Regions from separate parts of the Sus scrofa genome. Here region 2 is linked to region 1. A link is a contact called in public Hi-C data. All regions are on one chromosome and are shown on one strand. The core of a region is the stretch at or near the end of the contact, and the rest is flanking DNA. Distances in the headings are between cores, read along the strand shown. Region 1 overlaps LOC110256111. Region 2 overlaps MYOCD (myocardin).

Region 1 (6,190 bases), core at 3,109-5,608:
CCCCCCGCTGAGGGGGAGCGCGGGGCCCTTCCCATGGCAGCCGCAGCCGCATGCTCTGCATCCTCCCTCTGGGCCTGGGAGGAGACGGGAAGCCCCTGTCCCTCCTGAGCCTGCTGACTGCTTCTACCTACAGCTCTGCCCTCCTCCCGCTCTCCTTTTGGGGGGCGTGGTGTGGGCGGTGTCTGGAGGGCGAGGCTAGGGGTTTAAAGATGCCTGGATTTGTTTTAATCACGGGCGATGAAGCACAGGGACGTAGAAATGGCCATCGTGGGTTGGGACAAGGATTATCCTTGGAGATCCCGAGAAACAGGTGCAGCAGACAAGGCCACCCGGGGGGCACCAGGGTCAGCCACCTGGGCAGGGGTGAGGGGTGCTGTGGGCAGAAGGGGAGGAACAGGCTGCGCTGGCTGGGCATGCCTAGGATTTGCTGGTTTGGAGAGTGTCAGTGGTGCCTGGGGGCTCTCCTTCGTTGTCTGGCCCTGGGACGGATTAGGGCACATGGACAGCGGTCCAGGGCGTGAGATCACAAAAGAGGAAGCAGTTGGGTGTGGCCTCGGCCTTGGTTGGTTTGCGTCCGAATGCTTTTCTCAGGGGTGAGTTGTTTCCTTTCTCGAGAAATGAAGTTCCTCTGGGGTCAGCAAAGCCCCCCGAGATGTTAGAGCACAGAACGCAGAACATAAGGTCATGCTTGGTACAACCACGGTGACTGTCTCATGGAAAGCTCTAAGGGCAGTTTCTGGGTGCTCGTTCTTTTTATTTCTTGCTTTTTCAGGCTGCACCTGTGGCATATGGAGGTTCCCAGGCTAGGGGTCCAACTGGAGCTGTAGCCCCGGGCCTCCACCACAGCCACAGCAATGCAGAATCCGAGCTGTGTCTGCGACCTACTAGCTCGCGGCAACATGGGATCCTTAACCCATGGATCAAACCTGCATCCTCCTGGGTGCTAGTTGGGTTTGTTAACCGCTGAGCCATGGCGGGAACTCCTGGTTCTTTTGAGAATGCGTGATACCTGGCCTCTTTTCGACCCCAGTTTTGGGATCCTGGCTGTCAATTCTGAAACCACAGGAAACAGCCTAACATCCTGTAATATTTCATACTATCTAACACTCGTATTAGAAATAGACATTGAAGTAGCATGTGCTTTTGACTGGGGCCTTGCATCTGGATTCCTTGGTTGCAAGCAGCAGCCCCAGGGGGCTGATTTCCGTAGGGAATCTGTTGAATGGGGGTGGAAAGAGGCGCTGCTGCCAGGCGGCTGAGAGGGCGCAGACTTGCACCAGGAGTCAGACTGCAGGGAAGGGAATCTTGGGCCAGAGGTCAGGGGTGATGGGGGGACTTGGACGTCTCAAGATTGTGTCCTGGAGGAAAGGGGTGGCTCCCAGGAGTGCTGCTTCTAAGAGAAGGTGCAGGAGTTCCCATTGTGGCTCAGTCCGTTAAGAACCCGACCTGGTCCTCTTGAGGATGCTGGTTCGCTCCTTGGCCTCAGTGGGTTAAGGATCCGGTGTTGCTGTGGTGTGGGCTGGCGGCTGCAGCTCCGATTTCAGCCCCCAGCACAGGAACTTCCAGATGTGGCAGGTGCAGCCCTAAAAAGAAAAAGACTGAATTCTGCCTTAACAAATGAGGTAGAAATAGCAGCTGTTCCCTACAGGAGATGGGGGCGCAGGTGATCCGGCTTCATAGAAGCCGTATTGAATCTGTGCCTGCCCCCATCACTTTGGTCCATTTTTACGGACTCTTGTCTCCTCACCTGCGCTGTAGAGGGCACCAGAAGTCCCCTCGTCGTGTCATGGCAACAAGTCACTGAAAGCGCTGTAAATCGGCCCAGGGCTTCAGTGCAAACTGCGCCTGCCTTCTGTCCCTGCCTCTCCCTTGCTCTGCGGGTGGTGGGCGTCTCGGTCTCTGTATGAAGGGTTCCTTAGGGTGATAACACGCTGCCTTGGCGTAAGGCACAGATGCTCTGCAAGTCCTGTGGGAATGCCAGCGGGTTCTGATCTGAGCTGCGTTGAGGCTTTGAATCCCTGATTGAAGCACATCTGTTGTGTAGCTGTTGCTCTCTGCATCCCTAACTCTGCTGTGCAAGGCTTTATTTACCCTCTTGATCTGCGAAGGGTCAGGACCTGAACCGAGCAGGCTCTGTCCTCCTGCACCTGCAGAACGCTCGCCAGACAGATCCCCTTGGACCTGTTCTTGCTCCGGGCACAGCCCCGAGCGGCTCCACAATCCGCCTTGACTGCATTCCATCTCGCGCTGCTGATGGGCTAGAACCTATGGAAAGCCCTTGGCCTGCCCTGTGCTGGCAGCGCCCCTTCAGGTCCTGGAAACGCAGGCCCTGGCTGGGAGGAGGAGGCTGAAGACCTGCCTCCTTTCTCTTTCGAGAGCCTGGGGGTGGGGTGTGACCTCCTTGCAGCCACAGAAAGCTTTGGGCATCTTGCTAATGGGCCGAAGGATGTGCACTTTCGCCCTGAGCCGTGTCCTCTGCTGGGGTGCAGGCCGGGGCTCGGGGAGCCCCTGGAGAGAGCGCTGGTCCTGAGGGAGCCCAGGTGCCAGGCACACGCTTCGTTGCCTTGAAGAGATGCCCAGTTGGTGGAGGAATGGGGCAACTGGGAGAGCAGACCGTGGTACTTCCTCTCCCAGCCCCGTCTCCCCGAGGCTGGGACCTGGGGGCAGGTGCTGATGTCCCATGAGGGTCGTGGTTCTGAAATAAACCTCCGTTGCCTGAAGTCCTAGGGTGGGACGCAAATGACGTGGCTTTGCTATTCGTGTGAAACGAACAATGAAAACGTGGGGAGAGGCTGGTTCAATGGTCTCTTGCCACCTGACAGTCTGTTCCTGAAGGTGGTGGCTTCACGCAATCATTTAATTAACTCATGTTCTGTGGATCCGGTCGTTGGGCTGGGCGTGGCTCGACCTCCCTGGAGCTCCAAGCGGCCTGGGCGTTACTGGGCCACTCGAGGATGCTTCTCTGGTCCCAGATGGCTTCTTTGCATCCCTGGCACCTTGGCTGGGAGGCTGCATGGTTTGGGTCAGGTGGGACTCTGCCTCTCTGCCTGGGGTCCCCAGCAGGGTCCTCACCTCAGCACCGCAGCTGGGGGTGCCAGGGGCCCCAGGCAGCAGCTACAGGTCCTGCTGCAGTCTGGGGATGGCATTTTCACATGCCTCCCCAGGCAAAGCAGTCATAGGGCCCTCTGGGTGGAAGGGGACGGGAGGTCGACCCAGGCCAGGTTAGCATGAGGGTGAGAGGGTTTGGGGGCCGTCTTTCATGGGCCGTAATGGCCTTATCCCTTCTTCTTGATTTATTTGGGGCCACACCCACAGCATATGGAGGTTCCTGGCTAGGGGTCGAATCAGCTGTAGCTGCTGGCCTGCACCACAGCCATGCCAGATCAGAGCCGCATCTGCGACCTACGCCACAGCTCACGGCAACGCCAGATCCTTAACCCACTGAGCAAGGCCAGGGATACAACCCACAATCTCATGGTTCCTAGTAGGATTCGTTAACCACTGGGCCACGACGGGAACTCCACTAGTCGGGTTCTTAACCTGCTGAGCCCCAGTGGTAACTCCCCCATCTCCCTTCTTCTGCCGGGTCCCCAGCAGCTCCTCTCTGGTGAGGGCTCTCAGGAAAGACGTAGCCCCCTGGTTGCCCAGCGTAGCTGGTGTCTGGTGGAGCAGCTGTCTGTCTGTGACCTGCGGGTTGGAGACGAGGGCCCCAGCGTCCCCTCGCTGGAAGCTGGGGAAAAGCTGGCCCGGGCAGACGTCAGCTGACTGCACTGAGCTGTATCGTATGGGAGGAGCCCCCTGGGGATCCAGAAGCACTCGGGGACAGCGATACACAGAAGCCCTGCTCACCCCCTGCAGGGACCTTGATGTCTCTGCAGAACCCACAGTGTTCTTTTAAGAGACACGCTCCACCCAGGGGACACCCATGCCTGGGGTAGGTACATAGGTGCGTCTAATGGAAATTCCCCCACAGCCTGGTGCATTCTTCAGTGTTTGTCTGGCAGGGGCAGCCTTACCATGCGGAAGAGGCCCCCACCTCCTCTGCGACGAGCCCCTCGTGGGCGCTTAGTGGTGTCACACAGCATCTTCCTGCCTGGTCCTCGCAGCTTCAGCCTCGCAGGGCAGTGCCCAGTGATGTGCCAGCCTCCCGGGGGTCAGCGGATCCCAGTTCAGGACAGTCTGACCGTGCCCCCCACCCTCCCCGGTCTTCTCTCTCGGAGGCCCCACCTCCCCGAAGCCCCTCCGGGGACCTGCAGCTCCTGGCACCGTCTCCTGCTGGGGCTTCCGGGCAGGTTCACAGAACCTGCTTATGACGCTCCTCTTGGCAGAGAACTTGGGCTGCTGGCAGGAAAGCCCTGCGGGAAGGTGGCACTGGACGAGTGCTCAGCACAGCCATGCTCGTGGCCGGGGCGCCCTGAGGGGCTTGAGCTGGCCTCGCCCACTGTGAGGTTGGGGTGGAGGAGGCCTTGGGTCTGGGGACTTGGCTGTTTCTAGAACAGTCCCTCTGAAGCTCTCCCACTGGTGGACTCCCCAGAAAAAGGTGGACTTTGCCAGCTTCTGCCAGAGCCTCTGGTGGTAGCCCAGCTGCACGGGGGTCATGGGCAGAGGGAGGGGGCTGCAAATACCGCCTGGCCGGGGTCTTTGCCCTCCCCGTGGAGGGCACCCCGCTTCTATCTGGGGAGCAGGCCTGCGAGTCGGCGGCGGCGTCTGCTGGGCAGCAGGTGCAGTCAGGGAGGAGCAGCGAGGGCTGTGCCGGGCTCCACTGTTTTTAAACTGTTGGCTTTGTGATGACATGTCCGTTGCCATTTTTCAATCATAGTCACTGAAACGAGTGTCAAAATCCATTTAAAGAAGTAATTTAATTATGTGCTGTTGTGTGTCCAGGGCTTAGTATCTTTCAGAAATCAATTTGGAGGCATTGACCCCGAAGCAGGTTTGAACTCTGACTCCTCTCTGGCTGCTGGAATTAAACAATAGTGATTATCAGGCTGTCGCACGTTTCTCTTTCTGAAATGATTTTCTGGAAGAAAATGTTTATAATCTTACTGTCAGACCGTGATTTTGATGAAGACACATTTTTCCCGTGCACAAGTAGACAGGCGTTGGTTTACACACATGTTGAATAGATGGCCCGTGAACCTCAGGCACAGATTGGGTTTACTTGGAATGTGAGCATGGCATTTGCCACCACTTGGTGGCAGTGTACCCCAATTGCAAGACCTTGTTGAAGCGTGTCCTGGAGTCTGGCAAGTGCTAAAATGACAAACCAGAAGTTAGGAAGTGACAGCGACACCCCCTATCTAGATTCTATTTTAGTAACACTAGTACAGCGCCATGAAGCATACTTAAATACTTTCTAAAGTTACTCTCGGCGAGTACGTCACTATTCCCCTGATGAGTATTTGTAATCATAATTTTCATTTACTTATGGTTGGAGAATAGAGATGTAAAGACCTTGTGACAAAAAGCCAGAAAATGAATGACAAGCAGCATTTTTTTCATTGGTAAAAATTAAAAATTTTATTAATGTTTTAAATAGCTCCCCTTGTGGCGCAGTGAAAATGAATCCGACTAGTATCCATGAGGTTGCGGGTTCAGTCCCTGGTCTTGCTCAGTGGGTTAAGGATCCGGTGTTGCCATGAGTTGTGTAGGTTGCAGACACAGCTCAGATCCCACATGGCTGTGGCTGTGGCGTAGGCTGGCAGCTGTTGCTCCAGTTCAACCCCTCGCCTGGGGTCCTCCATATGCCACGGGTGCAGCCCTCAAAAGCAAAAAAAGTTTTAAATGTTCAAGGCGTTCATACCTGACTAGAAACAGATTTAACCCCTCACGTCTATAGAATTGATACCCAAGGAAGAGTTTGTGTAAGGTTTTCTGTTGGCCCAGTAAGTTAATTCAAATATGATTCTGAAAGGGACCAGAGAGAGCTTCTGTCTCTGGGAACATGGAACCCCACAGGCTTAGAACCCATCACCTGGGGGTGGCAGTTGGGTGGGCGTGGGAGGGAATAAGGGTGATTTGGGAAGCTGGTCCCATTTCCTAAGCCCGTGTGCTCACCCTCGATGGTGTGGCCTTAGTCACATCACTGCGGGTGAAGCCAGCAAAGACGAAGCTGACTTTCGCATTTGGAGCAGGTGTTGGAGGTATGGTCAGAAGCAGCACCAGACCAGGAACTCGGGGAATAAAGCAG
Region 2 (5,814 bases), core at 1,867-4,366, 420 kb after region 1:
CTGGATGATTCTGAAGAAATTTCTTTTAAAAACGTTGTAATTGAGTAAGAGTCAATATTAAAGTGACAGCCCCACGGCCCTCCCCTCCCCTACGTATATGCAAAAGTGCTTTTCCTGTTCTAAATAGATGGGGGGTATTTCAGATTCCCGGTAGAGCTCCCCCAGACTGCAGAGGCTCCAACCCAGCCTACAGTTCACGCAGCTCAACAGCTTCAAAATGACGTGGCCATCGATTTTGTTCATTGCAGGGGGAGGGGGCGATTCAGTGATTTCTAATGCGATGCGCAAAGAGGCTTTTTTCAGTATTGCTACCGAAGTCTTGAAACTTTTCCCAGCGAACATGGGAAAAGGCTTCAGCCTCCCTGTACCAAGGGAGAATGATTGTTGTCCCGAGGAAGGACAGTCAGTTGAGCAGGCCACGAGGTGCCAGCCAGCCGTCCAGCTGGACCGGTTATTTATGCAAGAGCCAACAGCCCTCCTGATTGGCCAACGCCTGTGAATTCTCACTTGATGAATATTCATCATGTCTAAGCTGGGAGGATGCTGGGGGACTTGAAGGACACAACTGCGCCAGGAAAAACATCTCTGCACTATCCCCGACTGTCGAAGACTCATACGAGGCCAGTGAGAGAAGGCACAAGAACACTCTTGGAAAACCGTAAATCCCCTTCGAGAGACGGGCGCTCACAGTGCGGACTCGAGGGGTGGGATCAAGTCAGATAAAACAGGATCCCTGCTCTCAAGGAGGCTGCAGTCTCGTTCGGTATTACAGCCACGACTAGTCCTGTCGGTATTTTGAGCAAGTAGGAAAAGCATGCTCCCAAGGACTGGAACAGACATCTCCCCAAAGATAAACAAATTGCCAATAAGCACGTGAAAAGGGGTTCCGTGTCCTTCGTCATCAAGGAAACTCTAAACAATGACCAAGCACCACTTCACACTCACTAGGAGCTAAAATTTTATGTCATTTTTTAAAAAAAGGAGTTCCCGTGGTGGCTCAGCAGGTTAAGGACCCAGTGTAGTCTCCATGAGGATGTGGGTTTGATGCTTGGCCTCTCTCAGTGGGTTAAGGGTGTGGCATGGCCACAAGCTGCACAGTACTTCACAGACATGGCTCAGATCCAGTGTAGCTGTGGCTGTGGTGTGGGCCTGCAGCTGCAGCTCTAGTTTCCACCCCAGCCCAGGAACTTCCATATGCCACTGCTGCAGCTCTTTGAAAAAACTTAAAAAAGGAAAATATCAAGTTTTGAGGAGGCGGTGGGGAAACGGGAAGCCTCATGCACTGCTGGCAGAAATGTGAAATGGTGCATCTGTGTGGAATGCGGTTTGGTGGTTCCTCGATAAAGTCAACATCGAATGACTATATAAGCCAGCAATCCACTCCTAAACACATACCCCCAGAGAACTGAAAACAGATGTTCAGACAAACACACAGGCAGGAATAGTCATTGCAGCACCGTTCCCGATAGTCCAAAGTTGGAGCGGACCCAGAGGCCCCTCAACTGCAGAGTGCATAAACACGGCAGACCACACAGCGGAATATTACTCAGCCATAAAAGGAAGCGAAGCACTGACTCTTGCTGCCGCATGAATGGACCTTGAAAACATGCCCGTGCAAGAAGCCCGATGCAAAAGGCCACAGAGCATCTGATTCCATTTTTTATGAAACCTCCCAAAGAGGTGGATCCACGGAACAGAAGGCAGATGAGGGGTTTCCAGGGGCCTCAGGAAGGGGGGGATGGGGAAGGGCTGCTTCGTGGGGATGGAGACACCTTGTAAGGTGATGAAAATATTCTGGCTGCGCAACATGCACTGACGGTTGCACACACTTATAAAGGTACCAAACGCCGCAGAATTGCAGCTTGGAAAGTGGTTGCCATGGTGATGTTTATGTTCTTTGTATTTCACCACAATATAAAAAGAGGGTCCCCTTCCCCAAGCAGCCACAGCCACCCCATCGGGGCAGATCACCTCGACGCAGAAGGGAGGCGGGGCATCAGTCTCCCTCACCCCCCCAGGCAGGGTCTGCAGCCAGGTGACCGTCACAGGGTGGCCTCAAGTGTCCTATGAGACCTGCAGATAAGAGGCATCACTGTGGGTTCGAGAAGGCCTCACAGGTGAGCAGGGGGTTGAACCAGCCTTGAAGGATGAGCTGGAGTCAGCGAGCCCAGGAGGGAGCCGCAGACAGCAGCAAATTAGAAAGAAAGGAGGCAGGAGGGGTAGGCTCTCGGGGAGGGTGTTTAGTGGCGTCAGTGCTGGGCGATGATCTCCTTTGCAGCCTGGACTTTGGACGTCAGCGTGCAGGGCAGGCTGGGCAAGCTGCGTGTAGGCTGTGGGGTGGCGGGCACACGGCCGGCCCAGCGGCGTGTGTGGCTGCGCATCAGAACACCTTGAGCCTGTCCGGGCCTCTCTGGCCGCAAGCCACACCCTTCCCGCTTTACACAGACAGGGTCTTAAACCACCGGGATTCGGATCCAGGTCTGCGTTGGGAAGGTGCCTGTGCTCCTATGTATGGACCATGCAGTTTGAGAGAGAAAACAAAACCCCGCCACCTCTGGATCCTCTGGCGTCCGAAAGAGCATGAAACGCTGCAGTCCCATGGATTCAGAGTTCCGTGGGGTCAGTGGTCTTTGCCCCCTCGGCATCTGGAGAAAATGGCCCGATTCTAGAAGGCATACCTTCTAGAATGCTCAAGAGTCCCTGTATGAAGGCAACAGAGAGAAAATTCCTTTGCCTCTGACTTAAATGCGAGACCCCAGGGCTGAAGTTCCCCCACCCAAGGCACATCCGAGGAGCAGTGGGGACAGGGGCTGAGCTGCAGCAGAGCAGGGCAGAGCTGGCTGCAGGGCCCTGTACAGAAGACTGATTAATTAATTGGAATGCTCATCAATGGAGGAGCAGGGAGGAGGGCCACCCGGCCCACGGGAGAACGTGAGCCCATTGTCCATGGTGTCCAAGAAGCCACCTCCCCTAGAAAACACAAAAGAGCTTCGGTGGTGGGACGTGCTGAGTCAGAGAAAAGCAAGTGGAACAGGTCACCTTCAGATGTGTGGTTAGTGGTTACAATGGGGACGCTGCCCGGTCACAGCAGGCCTGCCAGCTAATCAGGAGCCCCCTCTGGTGGACACTGCTGGTACCACACCTTCCCTCGACCTTGTCCCTGGAACCTCGAGACTCCCACCTTGATAGCCACAGCCATGTTGATTTCAATCTTCTGTAATAAAGTCAGGGTCTAGAAATGTATGCGGTTTTTTTTTTTTTTAGGGCAGCACCCACAGCATATGGAGGTTCCCAGGCTAGGGGTTGAATCAGAGCTATAGCTGCCAGCCTACCCCACAGCCACAGCCACACGGGATCCAAGCCACGTCTGCGACCTACACCGCAGCTCACAGAAATGCCAGATCCTTAACCCACTGAGCAAGGCCAGGGATTGAACCCGCAACCTCATGAGTACTACTAGTCAGATTCGTTGCTGCTGCGCCACAACGGAAACTTCTGGGTTTTTTTAACTGATGGCAGTAGGGGCCAATTGCTTCCCAATCTGTGGAGGCCTTTTTTTTAGGAGCAGGTTATAAATAGAATCACACTATCCTTTGAACTCTATTATTTCAACAGCACGTTTGGAGTTCTCTGGTGGTGCAGCAAGTTAAAGACCCAGTGTTGTCTTTGCAGTGGCTCAGATCACTGCGTGGCATGGGTTCGATTCCTGGCCCAGGGACTTGTATATGCTGTGTGTGGCCAAAAAAAAAATTTTATCTTCTTTCATTGATTTTACTGTGATCAAAAGGAGAGAATATTTTCCCCACCTTGTAGGTGAGGTGTTTGAGATGTCATAACATAACACGGATAACTGAACCATGTTCAAAAATGTCTTAGCTTCCAAGCCTGTGTCCTTCACTTTTTTCAAGAGTCCAAATTGTGCCACGATGGTAACTTCTGGAAAGATCCTGTGGACAGCTAACCCTTCCCATAGTCGGTAAAATATCTTTAGTTCAGAGGGTGTCCCTTCCTGATCTTATATCCATTTTTGGTGGGAAGGGAAATGGATCTTACCTTTAAAGAAGCAGCAAACATCCACACTCTGGATTTTCAAAGACAGGCTTAAATGTCGTCTGAGTTTCTGTCATCAAGAGTCAGCTTACGAAGGGCGTATTTAAAGGTGATAACAGCTATACGGGTGGAAGAACTTTCTTAGAACTCCCTCCCAAGAGCAGGTTATCGCCTTCATCCAAAGTCAGTTGGTCTTAGGTGAGGAAGGTGCCCTCACGAAACACGGGCTTACATCTCACTTTAGGCTAGAAAGGAAATTCTTCCCGAGCCCCCTCTGAGATTCAAGACTCCCCGCCTAAGGAGTGTCCTTGCACTGTGATGAGTTTACAGTGGATTAGATGCCTTCATGTCCCCGGGTCTCTGTGCATCCTGCCTTTGCTGCACTGGAGACCCGGGGCTCAAGAGCATTCGTCAAACCAAACCTCCTAGAGGTAAACCCATGATGCCAAGTCATTCCCATCCGACACCTCAAGCGCATATGCTCTCTCTCCATCCCCTTTGCAGTCCAAGTCCTTGAGCGACGGTAAGAACCGCCACAAAAAGCCCAAAGACCCCAAGCCCAAGGTGAAGAAGCTCAAGTACCACCAGTATATCCCTCCGGACCAGAAGGCGGAGAAGTCGCCTCCCCCCATGGACTCTGCTTACGCCCGGCTGCTCCAGCAGCAGCAGCTGTTCCTGCAGCTCCAGATCCTCAGCCAGCAGCAACAGCACCGGTTCAGCTACCCCGGGATCCACCAAGCTCAGCTCAAGTAAGTCAGGGGAGCCCAGGGTGGTGCCTGCAATGATGCCGCGCACGTGCTGAACACACTCGAGCTGCGGCGCATGCTCCTGCCTCCCCAGCACAGCGCCCCTGCTGGTCACAGATGGATGGGCATCCGCCGTGCGCAGCAGTGCCCCCCACTCCCTCCCACCTCCCCTGAGGGCCACCTGGCCCGCGCTGTTGTTCCCCTCACCCTGCCATTTCTGCTGATTTAATCTCTATCACCTTGCTCTTATTATTGCCGATTTATTGACTATTCCGTGCCTGATCCTTCTGGGCAATTAGCTGGTGATCTGATCTAAATGCAAACCAGCCCCGCCTCCTAAAGGTTGTGGTCCCCCAGGCCCAAGGTGTGAAGAGGTTTGCCCCCCCACCATCACCAAGGGGCTCTCTGCCACCAGCCAGGCAACCCACGATCCCACTCAACTCTGATGTCATCTACCCGGAGAGAGTGTCAGGTTCCCACAGGTTAAGGGCTCAGTCTACAAAACTGCCCCTCCCCCCCCCACCTCAGAGCCCGCGGTGTCACCTGTGCTTCTGACCGACAGGCTGTAGGCGGAAGGTTCCACCAGTCCCCTCCTTGAGTTGGATTAATTTGCTAGCGGCACTGCCAGAACCCGGAGACAGGGTAACTTCCTAGATCAGAGGCTTATTATAGAAGGACTTCACTCCCCATGGGGACAGCCAGATGGAAGAGATGCTCGGGGCAAGGTGTGTGTGAGGCAGGCAGAATATCTGTGCCCCGTCCACGGCCGCTACTCTCCCCAGATCTCCCAATCAGCTTTCCCAGCCCTGAAGCTCTCTGAACCCCATCCTTGAGGGGTTTTATAGAGGCTTCGTTAAATGGGCACAATCGACTAGATCATTGGCCATTAACAATCAGTTCAGGAGTTGCCTGATGGCTCAGCAGTAATGAACCCAGCTAGTATCCCTGAGGATGCGGGTTGGATCCCTGGCCTTGCTCAGTGGGTTAAGCATCCGGCATTGCCGAGAGCTGTGGTGTA

Evidence for each region. A called contact is a pair of places that touch in the nucleus more often than the background predicts.
Region 2: a Hi-C map of embryonic fibroblasts shows a contact between it and region 1, with 4 times the contacts expected there. The contact joins two enhancer-like sites. A contact is called at or near these places in 1 of 5 promoter capture datasets (liver) and 7 of 47 Hi-C or Micro-C datasets (embryonic fibroblasts, fetal heart ventricle, heart right ventricle and 3 more).

Annotation. Positions count from the first base shown.
Region 1 is chr12:56,577,718-56,583,907 of Sscrofa11.1, forward strand. The region is part of intron 2 of LOC110256111; the gene reads left to right. Among named protein-coding and RNA genes, the nearest start is that of MIR744, 120 kb to the left of the region's middle. Within about 2 kb of position 4,359, at least 1 of the 83 cell types and tissues checked has an H3K27ac peak or open chromatin away from gene starts, as enhancers often do.
Region 2 is chr12:57,002,860-57,008,673 of Sscrofa11.1, forward strand. MYOCD (myocardin) reads left to right here. Exons shown (of 14, transcript NM_213745.1): 8 at 4,555-4,799. Among named protein-coding and RNA genes, the nearest start is that of ARHGAP44, 44 kb to the right of the region's middle. Within about 2 kb of position 3,117, at least 10 of the 83 cell types and tissues checked have an H3K27ac peak or open chromatin away from gene starts, as enhancers often do.